Linked DNA regions of Anser cygnoides: region 1 is linked to region 2. Evidence: chromatin contacts called from public Hi-C data. All regions are on one chromosome and are shown on one strand. Each heading gives the region's core, a stretch centred on a gene start, on an enhancer-like site or on the middle of the called end of the contact. The rest is flanking DNA. Distances are from core to core; before and after follow the strand shown.

What was found. Hi-C and Micro-C count contacts between places; a contact is called where the count stands out from the background.
Region 1: a contact with region 2 is called in a Hi-C map of liver, with 3 times the contacts expected there. The contact joins the promoter of ENPP6 here to the enhancer-like site in region 2. A contact is called at or near these places in 2 of 7 Hi-C or Micro-C datasets (both in liver).

Annotation. Positions count from the first base shown.
Region 1 is chr4:59,338,685-59,344,665 of Taihu_goose_T2T_genome, reverse strand. It overlaps ENPP6 (ectonucleotide pyrophosphatase/phosphodiesterase 6), which reads left to right and starts at 1,427. Exons shown (of 8, transcript XM_013179738.3): 1 at 1,427-1,995. The coding sequence starts at 1,755. LOC106035142 (a long non-coding RNA gene) reads right to left here and starts at 1,266. Exons shown (of 3, transcript XR_001206572.3): 1 at 1,107-1,266; 2 at 163-361; 3 at 1-42.
Region 2 is chr4:59,304,742-59,310,372 of Taihu_goose_T2T_genome, reverse strand. No RefSeq gene overlaps it. Among named protein-coding and RNA genes, the nearest start is that of ENPP6, 36 kb to the left of the region's middle. Within about 2 kb of position 3,167, at least 1 of the 3 cell types and tissues checked has open chromatin away from gene starts, as enhancers often do. A contact at or near this core is called in liver, where this site is marked.

The DNA of each region.
Region 1 (5,981 bases), core at 178-2,677, 36 kb before region 2:
GCTGTGGCATTTCTCCCAGCCTGGCAAATATCCTGAAGGATCCTGTGCACCAGGAAAGAGATAAGCAGGTGGTATTTTTATGGGCAGCCTGCTTTGGAGAGGCCAGAGCCCTGCACCACTGGAAGATTTGAACCCCAGAAGTTGTGGTGCTGCCCTGTTCACCTGGGTGATGTCTGCTCCAGCAGATGGGCTGGGGGTCCAGGACCTGCTGTTGTACCAGCAGAGCAGGCACTGGTGATAGCTCGCCACGAGTCCGTCTGTCCTTCTCTTGGGCACACGGGTACCGATGGCCCTGGTTCCAGCTGCCTCTGCCCTGGCTGTGTGACCCTGGCTTGGTTTTGCTGAGAAAACTGCAGCTGCACTGTAAGAAAACACACCAACGAGATACGCCAGGCGAGATACGACAAGTAAAAACACAGAGAGCTAAAGTTGCCAAGATGATAACAGCTAGCAACACAAGGCTCCGAGATGTAAATGCTAATGGAAGAGGTATAAAACCCTGAAAAGAGAGGTGGGAGATGGCAAGCCACCACCAGGAAGGCTCAGCCTGTTTCAGGGGACAGCCACCAACACTTCTCCTGGCGACTGGCTACATGGCCCCAGGGACCAGGCGTGGGGCAGGGCGAGCCCACTAAGGCTCAGCCAAGAGCTGGTAGCACAGCTGCGTGCCTCGAGGTCCCGTGTTCCTGCTGCGTGGCGAACGATGCACGAGCGGCAGGGACCCCAGAGCATCAGGATGATGAGGGTGTAGGGAAGGGACGGTTCGTTCAGTCAGTCCAGGGTACAGGCACAGCTCGGGTAACACCTGGGTGCTTTTTGTCCTCCTTTGGCACAGGTGCGAGTGCTGGTTTGGGGCAGGGAGGCAGGCCTCGAGGGAGGCCGAAGGCTGCCTTGCTCAGCTGGCGTTGGACCGGGCGAGCAGACAGGCTGGACATGCCGCCGGGAGCCTTGTGGGGAGCAAGCAGAAGGCCTGACCTCCTCATGGCTGGAGGGCGGCCAGCTCTGCAACCTTCCCCAGGTGCCAGCATCTGTGGGGCACGTCCCCACGATGGATGAGCCTCCCTGGGGCTGCTTCTCTTCTGTGGGCTGAGGAATGCAAGCCTTACCCTTTCCCCAGCCTGGCAGGGTCTGGCAGGTGGGTCCTCCACGCTTCCAGGGCTAACGCAGCACTGCGAGCTGCTTTTACCTGGGAGAAGCAAATGAAATGCAAGCAAAGTGAGGCAGCATGTAATTACAGTCTATAGCAGACGCTGGCAGCGTGGTGGAGGTATAGCTCTGCCCCTGTGGCTGGCAGCAGAAGAACCTGGTGCCGGCTCGTGACGAAAGCGCAAACAACTTTTCATTAACATGAAACTTTGCACCACCCAGCTCTTACCAGCAGCAGTAGTGGCAACAGCCAGAAAACAAACACATAATTTGTTTTGTAGTGCTGCAAACTATTCCTTTTTGTTAAAGACTTAGGAGCTGGAGGAGCCCCACAGTGCGTGCAGAGGACAGGTCCTTGCGGACTCCCCTGCGCGCTGCTTTCCCCATCGCTGCAAGGCGGCGAGACACGGAGCTCTTTCCTCCTCTGGCTCCAAGTTAATCATCTGTTTGCAATTAACCTGCGACCTCCCGCCCCCGCACACGCTGGGCAGTGCTGTAGCTTTAACACAGGCGGTGGAAGCGGGAGGGAGGACAGCGGTGCCAGGTCCAGCCCCAAAGCTGCTGCAGATCCCTCACTCCTGGCCCCGGTCTCAGCGGCGCTGCCTGCCATGGGGAGCCGCAGGGTCCTCGCCGTGGTCCTCTCCTTCCTCGCCTTCCTCTCCATCGCTGCTGCCCGCCGCAAGCTGCTGGTGTTCCTGCTCGACGGCTTTCGCTTCGACTACATCGATGACAAGGAGCTGGAGGCTCTGCCGGGCTTTCGGAACATCGTCAACATGGGGGTGAAGGTGGATTACATGACCCCAGATTTCCCCAGCCTCTCCTACCCGAACTATTACACGCTGATGACAGGTGAGCACTCGCGTTTCTTCGCTGTGATGCTCGGCGGGGCTGCCAGCATCCTGTGCCGGGGCGGAGGGCACTTCTCTCATACCTTTCCTATGGAGAAGCTGTAAAAGTAACTCTGGTCATGCTTTTAGCTGGGGGTTTAAAACCATTGCAGCTTGGTACTGCTTGCCTAGACGAAATGACGAGCAGACCTGTCCTGAACTTGGAAACGCTGCACAGAGCTGGTTTTGCTCCAGTGCAGTGCTGCCGGCTCCCTGCCTCGCCTGCTGCACTCAGAGCACAGAAATGGGTGGGAAACGTACGGACAGTGAGCATGGAGCCTGTTCAGAGAGCTTTCAGTTAACAGAAAGGCATGCAGGCTGAGGGGGGCTAAGATAAGGCTGATTTTCAGCCAGCAGGTCTGTTTTAGAAAGTTCAGCATCACATATCCACTTGCACTCTGCTGACTTTCTGCTGTCACGGGTCCCTGCTCTAACTCTGCCCAAACTTATTATAACTGTAGTCTTGGGGAGAAAAAAAAAAAAAGCCCTAAGGAATTTTTTATTTTGCTCCTCTACTGTCTCTCTCATTCTGAGTGCCCAGGAGAGGTTTCCAGAAAAGTGGAAGAAGAGACGTAATTTTCACCATGCCGATTTCCTTTTAACCTGACTGGGGCCATACATAATTACCGTGGTACTAGGAAGGTGCAGAGTACAGGTTTGCTGTTTGTATCAGATAAAGGCAGCCTGGAGACAAAACTCAAGCGCACAAAGAAACGGATTTTTTTTTTTTCTGGAGTTTCAGATGGGATTTTTCCTCCATAGTTATTTAACAAACAAGACCTTACAGCTAACTGCGAACAGTGAGAAAAACTGCTCTCTCCTCGATATGTGGCGTCTTCTGCTGTCCACAGAACAATACAAAGCCCAGCAGTTCATATACTGCTTGCTGGGAAGGCAGAGAGATGCCATTGTAAGACAAAATCTGACATCAGTTGTGCCCAGCTTGTTTTGAAACCGCTTAACCCTTCCCTCTCTATCTTGATTTTGAGAGAGAAATACCTTTTCGATGCTTATTTCATCTCTCAATTAACTTTTTTTCTTTTTTAAAAGTAGAAAGCTGCCAGGTTTTCTTCATGGCAGTGGGAAGGCATGAATGCAGGGCAGATTTCACTAAAGCAAATAGAGGTGGCACTCCACTGTGGACCTTCTTCTGTAAATGTATGCAGGCACACCGGCTGAACACTTCATATAGTGAAAAGCCTTTGGGTGAAGTTGTTGAAGAGCACAGGGAGTGACTGCTTTCTCCCTTTACTGCGATTAATCATCACACCTGTTGGGTGCATACGTGCAGAGTGAAGCCCATCATCAGCCCTTTGAAGAGCTTTGAAAACATCCCCTTTAGTGCTCAGGAAGGAGATTTGGTGTAGGTGATGAAACGTGACTTGTAGGCTTCTCACGTTTTTAGGGTACTGGAGTTTCTAGCCAGAAGCAATGAGACAGTCTGCGAGACAAAACCTTTTCATAAGTCTCCTGGCCTTCGTGGCAAGGATCTCTGTTGCAAGTACAAATGAGCTGCAAATAATAATTAACCTTTATATTGCATGAGCCACAGCAGTGTTAAACAGGTCAGGAAGAAATCAAGGGCTAGATTTGGGTAACAAACAAGCCCAAAGGAAGATCTGAGGTTGCACCTGAGCCGTTGGGGTGTAGGTGTACCCTGTGGCTGTGTCCTGGCAGTGTCCTGCCCACCCCAAAACCACGGTACAGGGTCTGCAGGAGGAGATGTCACATTTTGGGTGGTGGTGGGGCTGGGGCAGGAGGCAGGTTGGTGTTGGTGGCTGTGAAGCCACGCGCTCAGGCTGTGTGTGATCAATTTAACCCCACATCGGACACGGCAGTTCGTGCATCTCTGCTGAGGGGTGCCTGTAACTAGGTTTGCTTCCCTTAGGAACTGGGACGTGCAGGACTTAAATGTTACCAGTTTGTTCTGGGAAATCAGGAGCTACAAGGACAGGCTATTCTTCATGTCTTGTCCTAAACCGCTGTATCGTGAGCTGTTAAGAAAACTCACTTTTGACCTCCAGATTGCAGTATCTTAGCATCTCTAACAGTGCTTTCACAGTATATTGGCGTTTATTCAGCTAAATCAGCGTAAGAAATGTCTAGCCCCTTCTGCACATTCCCGCCCCAGATTTGTTCACTGTATCTCACAGCATGATAAGCACTCCCGTCCCTTTTTTCCCTGCTCATTCACAAGCTCCTGTGGAACTGCACATCCAGGCGTGCTGATGGCTGTTTCTTAGTGCCACAAGGGCCTTAGTTGTTATGAGGGATGTCCTCCCTTGCTTTAGTGGCTTTGGATGAGGACATGGGCTCTGCTTATTGCTTACCACCACCATCAGGATGGGTTGGTCCCCTCAGACCTCAGCTCACCTCCTCCTCCTGCCCAGAGCTGCAGCCGGAGGTCCTGGTTTGGGGCATGTGGGCAGCAGCCTCTGCCCACCACATCTCACTGAAGATGCCAAACTGCCCCTGCCAGCCCTGCCCAGAGGCAGCTTTCATCTGCAACAGGCAAGAAGCAAGCACCAGCACGCAGTGCAGCTGTCTGACTGTCTGCAGGATCATTTAGTCATTCCATTAGACTCTCCTGATGTTTGCAAGAGGGCAACCTAATTGAGTTTAATATTCACAAGAAAAAGCAAGAGTTTACTGAGCGTTTCAAAGGTATAACCAAGAGATGCAACCATAACTGATGACAAAGTGGCATGGATCTAAAGACAACTAACAACCACTGATGTGTAGCACACCCTGTTTTGCTGACAATATTTGCTAGGTGAAGCACAGGTGCAGTGGGAGAAAGAGCACCCGACATAGGTAATACAATGCTGACAATCTAGGTAAAACAAGATGGATAAATGTTGGGAAGGGAAACTTGGAGAGGGAGATGTTTTTCCAGGGTCACACAGTGCAGCACGGTGATGCTGGATGAGCACAGAGCTCCCTGCAGCTGGTTTGAAACCAGGTGGTGAAACCAGGAGGGTTATGAGTTGCCCGAAGCGGTGGATTCAGGGAATGGTGGATGTAGGAGGACAATCACCAAGGCTAAAGCCAGAGTTTTCAGCTATTAAGTGGAATTAGGCCACAGAGCCCTGCCAGGGGTAGGACTGCCCATTATATATTAAGAGTTAACAGAAGAAAACCTGTACTGTTAATCCTCAGACTTGAGTCATTCAAAGACAGTAGCATTCAGTGTTAATCCTCACCGTAATAAGTTAGGTCTCCTTAATTCTTCTAGTGCTGTTAACCTCCAAGCAGTTTTTTTCTGAGGCTTCCCGGAGTGATGCAGAAAGCCCAAGGCCAGCCAGAAGATCTTTGTCCTTCCTCTGTTTCCTCAGCAATTACGAGAAAGGAAAGCAGAGCACAGAAAGGAGACCAACACCAGTGGCTAGGCTTCTTTGTATAAAGTCAGAGGGTGATTCGGAGCGCACGGAAAAGATCCTGTCCTGCTGTGAAGCACAGGACCATGCCCTGACCCCATGGCCTCACCACAGCTGCCCTCCCCACTGGGTCCCCTGGGATCAGGAGGGGAGCAGACACCAGGATGTGGAGCAGGGATGGGTGGTAGCACCCAGCATGCTGGTGCTGGGCATTGCAGCAATTCAGCACAAAACTCAACCATTCTGTGATTCTGTAAAGGCAACGTGAAAGACAAACACTATTTGCTTAAAGAAAGCACCAAGCAATACCCAGGTTACTGCTGGAGCAAAGCAATCTCTCTGACACCCAGTCTGACAAGTTATTTTATGACAAATATCAGGTGGTGTGCATGGTAGCCCAAGGATGTACTGACTCAATGTCCTAAACTTTGAAAAGCAATCTTCTGTAACAACTTCATTCATGCCATTTTCCTTAGTTTTGGCTTCCACAGTGGTACAAAGACTGGTTCTTGAGTGGCTGGGTTGTTTCCTAAGGAGCTGAGCTGCTAGGCTGGATCCTACCTCATGCCCT
Region 2 (5,631 bases), core at 1,918-4,417:
ACCAAAGTCTTCTCTGAGCAGCCAGGAAATCTTCTCTGGGATGAAGTAGAAAGGGTGGCATTGTGACCTACTTACTCCAGTTGCCTCTTCTCTCAGCTTAGCTCCCTGATGCCAGGCAAGGACGGTCGGCACAACCTTTCCCCCTATTCTGTAAATCCAGCTGCCCGTGGCTCGCACAGAGATAGAGCTGGGCTTATGCACAGCGGGTCGCACAGACCTGGCTGCTCACGGCCAGGTCTGGCAGCCGTCTTCTGGCCATGTGCCCCTCCTTGCACGAGGCAGGCAGCTCCCCACAGCCCACACTGAGCTTCAGAAGGGAGATGAAACCAGTGGGGGCAGCAATGCTGCTAGGCTGCATTTATGGTGTCATAAGTGACGTAAGGCACATGACGTGATGTGTTCACCACATGTGGTCCCTCACCTGCCGTGTCACCCGTGCGCTCACCACTGATGGGCGAAGATGTGGGCACACTTCCCTCCTTTTCCTCCTTAAGTAGACCCAGCCAACCAGCGTGGTCACTAATTTCATGAAACGAAGATAAAAGATGGGGCATACTGAATCCACCTGCACTGCTTCCAGCAGGCTAGTGTCTGCCATGCTCTTCCAGCCACAGCAGACACCGCTGTCTTGGTAAGTTTTCTGTGGCCAGTATGGGCAACTGCTCTGCAGAAAGTGCTGTGCTTGCCCAACTGATGTGTACCCACCACTCCTCCAATATATGCATTCGTAATCCCACCAGACACATCCTCGGTATTCATAGCTCTTACCACCCAAAGCAAAAGAGGACTTAAGCAACAAACTGCAGAACTGCAACAAGATTTATGGCTTTTGCTCTTGGTGGAATTTATCTTATTTTCCTTGTATTGTTAATTGTCCATGGGTGCAGGGAGGGGAGGACAGAGCAAAAGGGAAGCCCAGGGAAGCAGTGCAGACATACTAATATACCAGTAACGCCTTTAATTGACATCAGGACTCTCTTTGAACTGTCAGCACTATGTCAGCATCACTTGCCAAAGATACTCCCCTGTGTTCCAGGAACACGTGGCCCGCAAACAGGAGGGGAGCATGTTGAGTGACTGCCTGCATGGGGTTGGTACAGTCAGCTCCCCAAACCAGTGCCAACAATGGCAATTTCCCATCTAAATGAGGTCAACCATTTTCACCTGTGAGCTTGGCAGTGATGTAATAGCACAGTTGTCCAGGGCTTGGTGGATAAACTCTCCAGCCTCCCTTGGTTAGCAGCCCACATGGCTGCAGCCCATGTATAAACACTTTGCTGTTGGCCCAGGTGTTGCACACACAGCCGTCTGCAGGAACCAGGTTTGCAAAAGTCTCTGTTTCTAGTTGGTTTGGAAAAAAACTGAGGGGTGAATTAAGAGATTCTGTGGTGCTGGCCTTCTTCCTTATCTCCTAACTGCTAAGTCAAAGTATCAGTAGGAAGTTAAACTCCACACCTCCACAGGAAGATGCAGGCTGGATGAGCTCTAGGCATTCTGAAGTGAAAGGCACTGAACAAAACTCTATCATCAGCCTTCTGTTCATTTTACTTGCAAGGCTATGGCAGAGATGCAGGCCAATATTTAAGGTTCTGTTTTAAAATTAAATATAGACTAATCAAGGGAAAAGCTTGGAACCTTCCATTTTAGCATGAGTTTGTTAGCTGTTTTGAAAGACAGTTTTCACTTACATGAAAACATGCGTTTGTGTAGGTGCAGAAGCAAATTTATGTTAAAGGAAGGCAGCTTCTGAGTGTTCAAAAATAAGAGCATTTCAGAATTAAAGTTGAATGGACACCCTAATTCCCAGGCTTCGTACAGGTGTGTAAAGCTGTATAGGTTAGTATGATAAGATTTGAACTATATGACTCCCTGTTAAGTTTACCTGTGGAAAAATAGAGGTTCTTTTAATGTGCACAGTGGTCTCCTAGTCATTCAGTCCATACTGTATTTCCCTTTCCCAGATCACTTTTGTCTCCAAAGATTTGTATTTTATTTTATTTTATTTTATTTTATTTTATTTTATTTTATTTTATTTTATTTTATTTTATTTTATTTTTTTATCAAGGTTTTCATTATTTTGCCTTTATGTGTTCCTCTGATGTCTGTTGCTTTCTTTTAAACTGGTACCCAGAGAAGTGCCATATATTAGGCCAGCGGGTTGGGAAAAGGCCATCAAATGACTGCAGCGATGCTCAGGTGCAAGTCACCATGGACTTGTAAAGTGGTATGATGTTATCTCAACTGTGTCAACTCTGTATCAGTGACATGGTTTCTGTTGTGCAGCACAATTTCACCACAAAATTATCATCAGCTGCCAACAGACATGCCTCAGTCCCTCCGAAACGGTGCATGCAGTGTGGTTGACTCTTCCTCCAGTGCAAAGGCAATGCCTCAAAGCCACACTGCAAGGCAGCCTTTTCCACGGTTTCTGCTGGTTTCCTGGCTGGGTGGGAAGCTTCGCTGGCTGGGCCTGCAGATAAGCTCCTGTGCATGGCTGGAAGAACTGTATCAGCATTAGTTAGAAATAACATCGGAGTGGGTTAGAAATGGCGTTTTGGTTAGCTCAGAATGCTTCAGCTGGTTGAGGAGAGGAAAAGGAGGCACAGAGGTGTCCAAGGGAAAGCTGTATCTCTTAACTTGCTACTTTTATGGCTTTGTTTTTCCTGTTTCTGTATTAACGGCCAGAAATGCCGAGGGGGCAAAGGCTGCAGCCTCGGGAGCTCGCCGGTGGCAGTGAAGGAGACACGGGGACACACACACACACACACACACACACAGACAGACAGACAGACAGACACACAGACACACAGACACACAGACACACACAGACACAGACACAGACACACACACAGACACAGACACAGACACAGACACAGACACAGACACACACAGACACACACACACACACACACACACACACACAGACACACACAGACACACACACAGACACAGACACAGACACACACACAGACACAGACACAGACACAGACACAGACACAGACACACACAGACACACACACACACACACACAGACACACACAGACACACACACAGACACACACACAGACACACACACAGACACACACACACACACACGCAGGCACATCGCACCTTCCTGCAACGTGTCGGCAATCGGCCTTTTGAAAGACACAAACCAAACCAAACCAAACCAAAACCTCATCGGGCCCACGAGCCCGGCCGCCATTACCGGGCTCGGAGCTCCCCCTTCCGGCCCGCCGGGGCCCGGCCTCGGGGCTGCCTCAGCCCGGCTCAGGGGGGCCCGGCGGCGGGCAGCCCTCCCTCGCCGCCCCGCTGCCGGCTGCCGGCGGCCCCGGCCCCTCAGGAGGCCTCGGGGGAGGAGGGCAGGGAGGAGAGTGCGTCCCACCCCGGCTCGTTCAGGAGCCAGCTGGGCTCCGCGGAGTGCCTGTACGGCCAATGAGGCGTTTTAGTGTCAGCACTGTAACGGCCAGGGCTGCAGTCAAGCCAAGGTCCTTCATGCTGTAATTTCTCCGCTGTAATGGTTTCCCCGCTGTGTCTTTCCCCTGCACGCATCCGTTCTTCACGCAGCTTTCTCTGTTGGCCCCTCCAAAGGGTGCAGAGTTGTCTTCTCCCTCACTGATGTGTCCCAATGCAAACCCGACACTCCCGCTTTGACCCGCTGCGTTCCTGCTCCCCTCGCTGTTTGTGATCTTGGCAGATCTTGTGGGACCAGCCCTCACAGTGGTCCCTACCCCAGTAGAGGGGGCCTCCCTGAATGTTTTGGGAGCCCACAGCTCCTTCACCCCTCACTGCAGAGACAGAATATCCCAAGAGGGACTTCAGTGACTGGCCCTGCTGCTTCAAAGGTCCAGTTGAGCAAAGGAGGCAATAAAATGCCTCCTGCATCAGTGGAAGGAGGCAAATGAGATGAACAAATAAATGTGAGCCCCAGTAACATAAGAATATTTGATATCCATGATGTGTGGAGCTTCCCAGAAAAATACTCTGTTTTATGCAGAAACAGCTAAATACAGTGGGGTTTGCAGCAAACCATTGCAAGTCTCCAGCTTCACTTCTGACAAGGTTGCCTACTGGTCCCATATGTGCCAAGTGCTGTGTGCCAGCTTTTCTCCTGAGCCCCTAAATGTCAGCAGCCTCCACCAGGACCACGTGGGCATCTCACAGAATCACTGAATGGTTTGGGTTGGCAGGGAACTGTGAAGAACAGCTAGTCCAAGCCCCCTGCCATGGGCAGGGACATGTCTCACTAGATCCGGTTGCCCAAAGCATCTCCTACATGACCAATTTTCTGTGATTGCTGGAGTGGGCACTGACAACTCTTAAGCAGCCTTCTGTTGTTCTTGAGAAATTAATAATACATTAAAACATTACTCAGCACTTGTATATATAGCTTGATGAATATTAATTAAGCCTCAAAATCAGCTGGAGATACCAGCATTGCTTCCTTGCCAGGCAGAAAAACAGAGGATGAGATGATAGAGGTCATTCACAAAGGCTGCAGCCTTTCTTCAGTACGTGCGAACAGGAGCCAGTGTGCTGTTCACCCAACAGGACTAAAATGACAGGTGTATACAAAAAAGTATTTAAAAATTGTAAATTGTATAAATTGTATATACCTTTTTGTGCTCTTCTGCTCAGGTTAATTGTGCCCCTGTAAGCCTTGGCCATACAAATTGACTCAGGAGAGGCCTACTTGTGAGCTTAAAATCAAGGTTTTAAAGCAGCCTCCCTATAGCAGCTGTGAAGGACAAAACAGAACAAACAACAACAAAAAATTAATATCTTTCAAGGTGGAGTTCAAGCAGTTTATGAGCTGGATTATACAAGCTGCTTGCCTGTGCCCCTGTCGGGGCTGGACTGGATGACCTGGCATGCCCCTTCCTGCCCTGATCTCAAATGTTTTTTTTTACAAGGACATTTCTGACAAAGACAAAGAACTTTTTTTTTCCCTTTTAAAAACAGTAAAATCGAGAGAGCCCTGAGCTTTCTCTTTGCATTTCATACAAGAACAAATGGGAAGAATAAATGCAAGTCCTACCAACAAGAAGATATATAATACCCGTGATGTGGGGATCTTCACAGCAAAATAAAGACTGTTTTATACAGAAATAGCTGAATACAGCCTGTAAATGCCCAGCAATTAATCACAGGTTTGAAGAAATACAACACAGTCATGAAGGCTGAATTTTAAATGCTCTCTTTTCCTGTTTGGACAGTGACAAATTAAGGCCCATAGAAAAGCAGGTGTGGCTCTGGAAGAAGCCCTCTGAGGGCAATTAAAAATGGGAAAGCAGCTGGTAAGTGTGCAGATGTGACAGATAGAGCAGCTTAAAATATTAATACGAAGGAGGAGAATGGAGGAATTAATGGTGTAGGAGCTGAGGCAAATGAAACAGCACCTGATTTCCAAAGGGGGTTGTGCTACCTCGGATAAAGTGCCTTATTGTGAGGGATGGGGCAAGTGCTGGCCCAGGAAAGCCATGACAGCTACATGCCCTTGACAGCTGCCCTGTGCCTTTTGATGGGCTCAAAGCAAAGCCCCCGGTGAAGGACACCACAGCCTGCAGGAGGTGCTGCCCCATATGCCCCACGGCTCCCCCACAGCGTCTTCAGTCACATCTGAAGCTGACG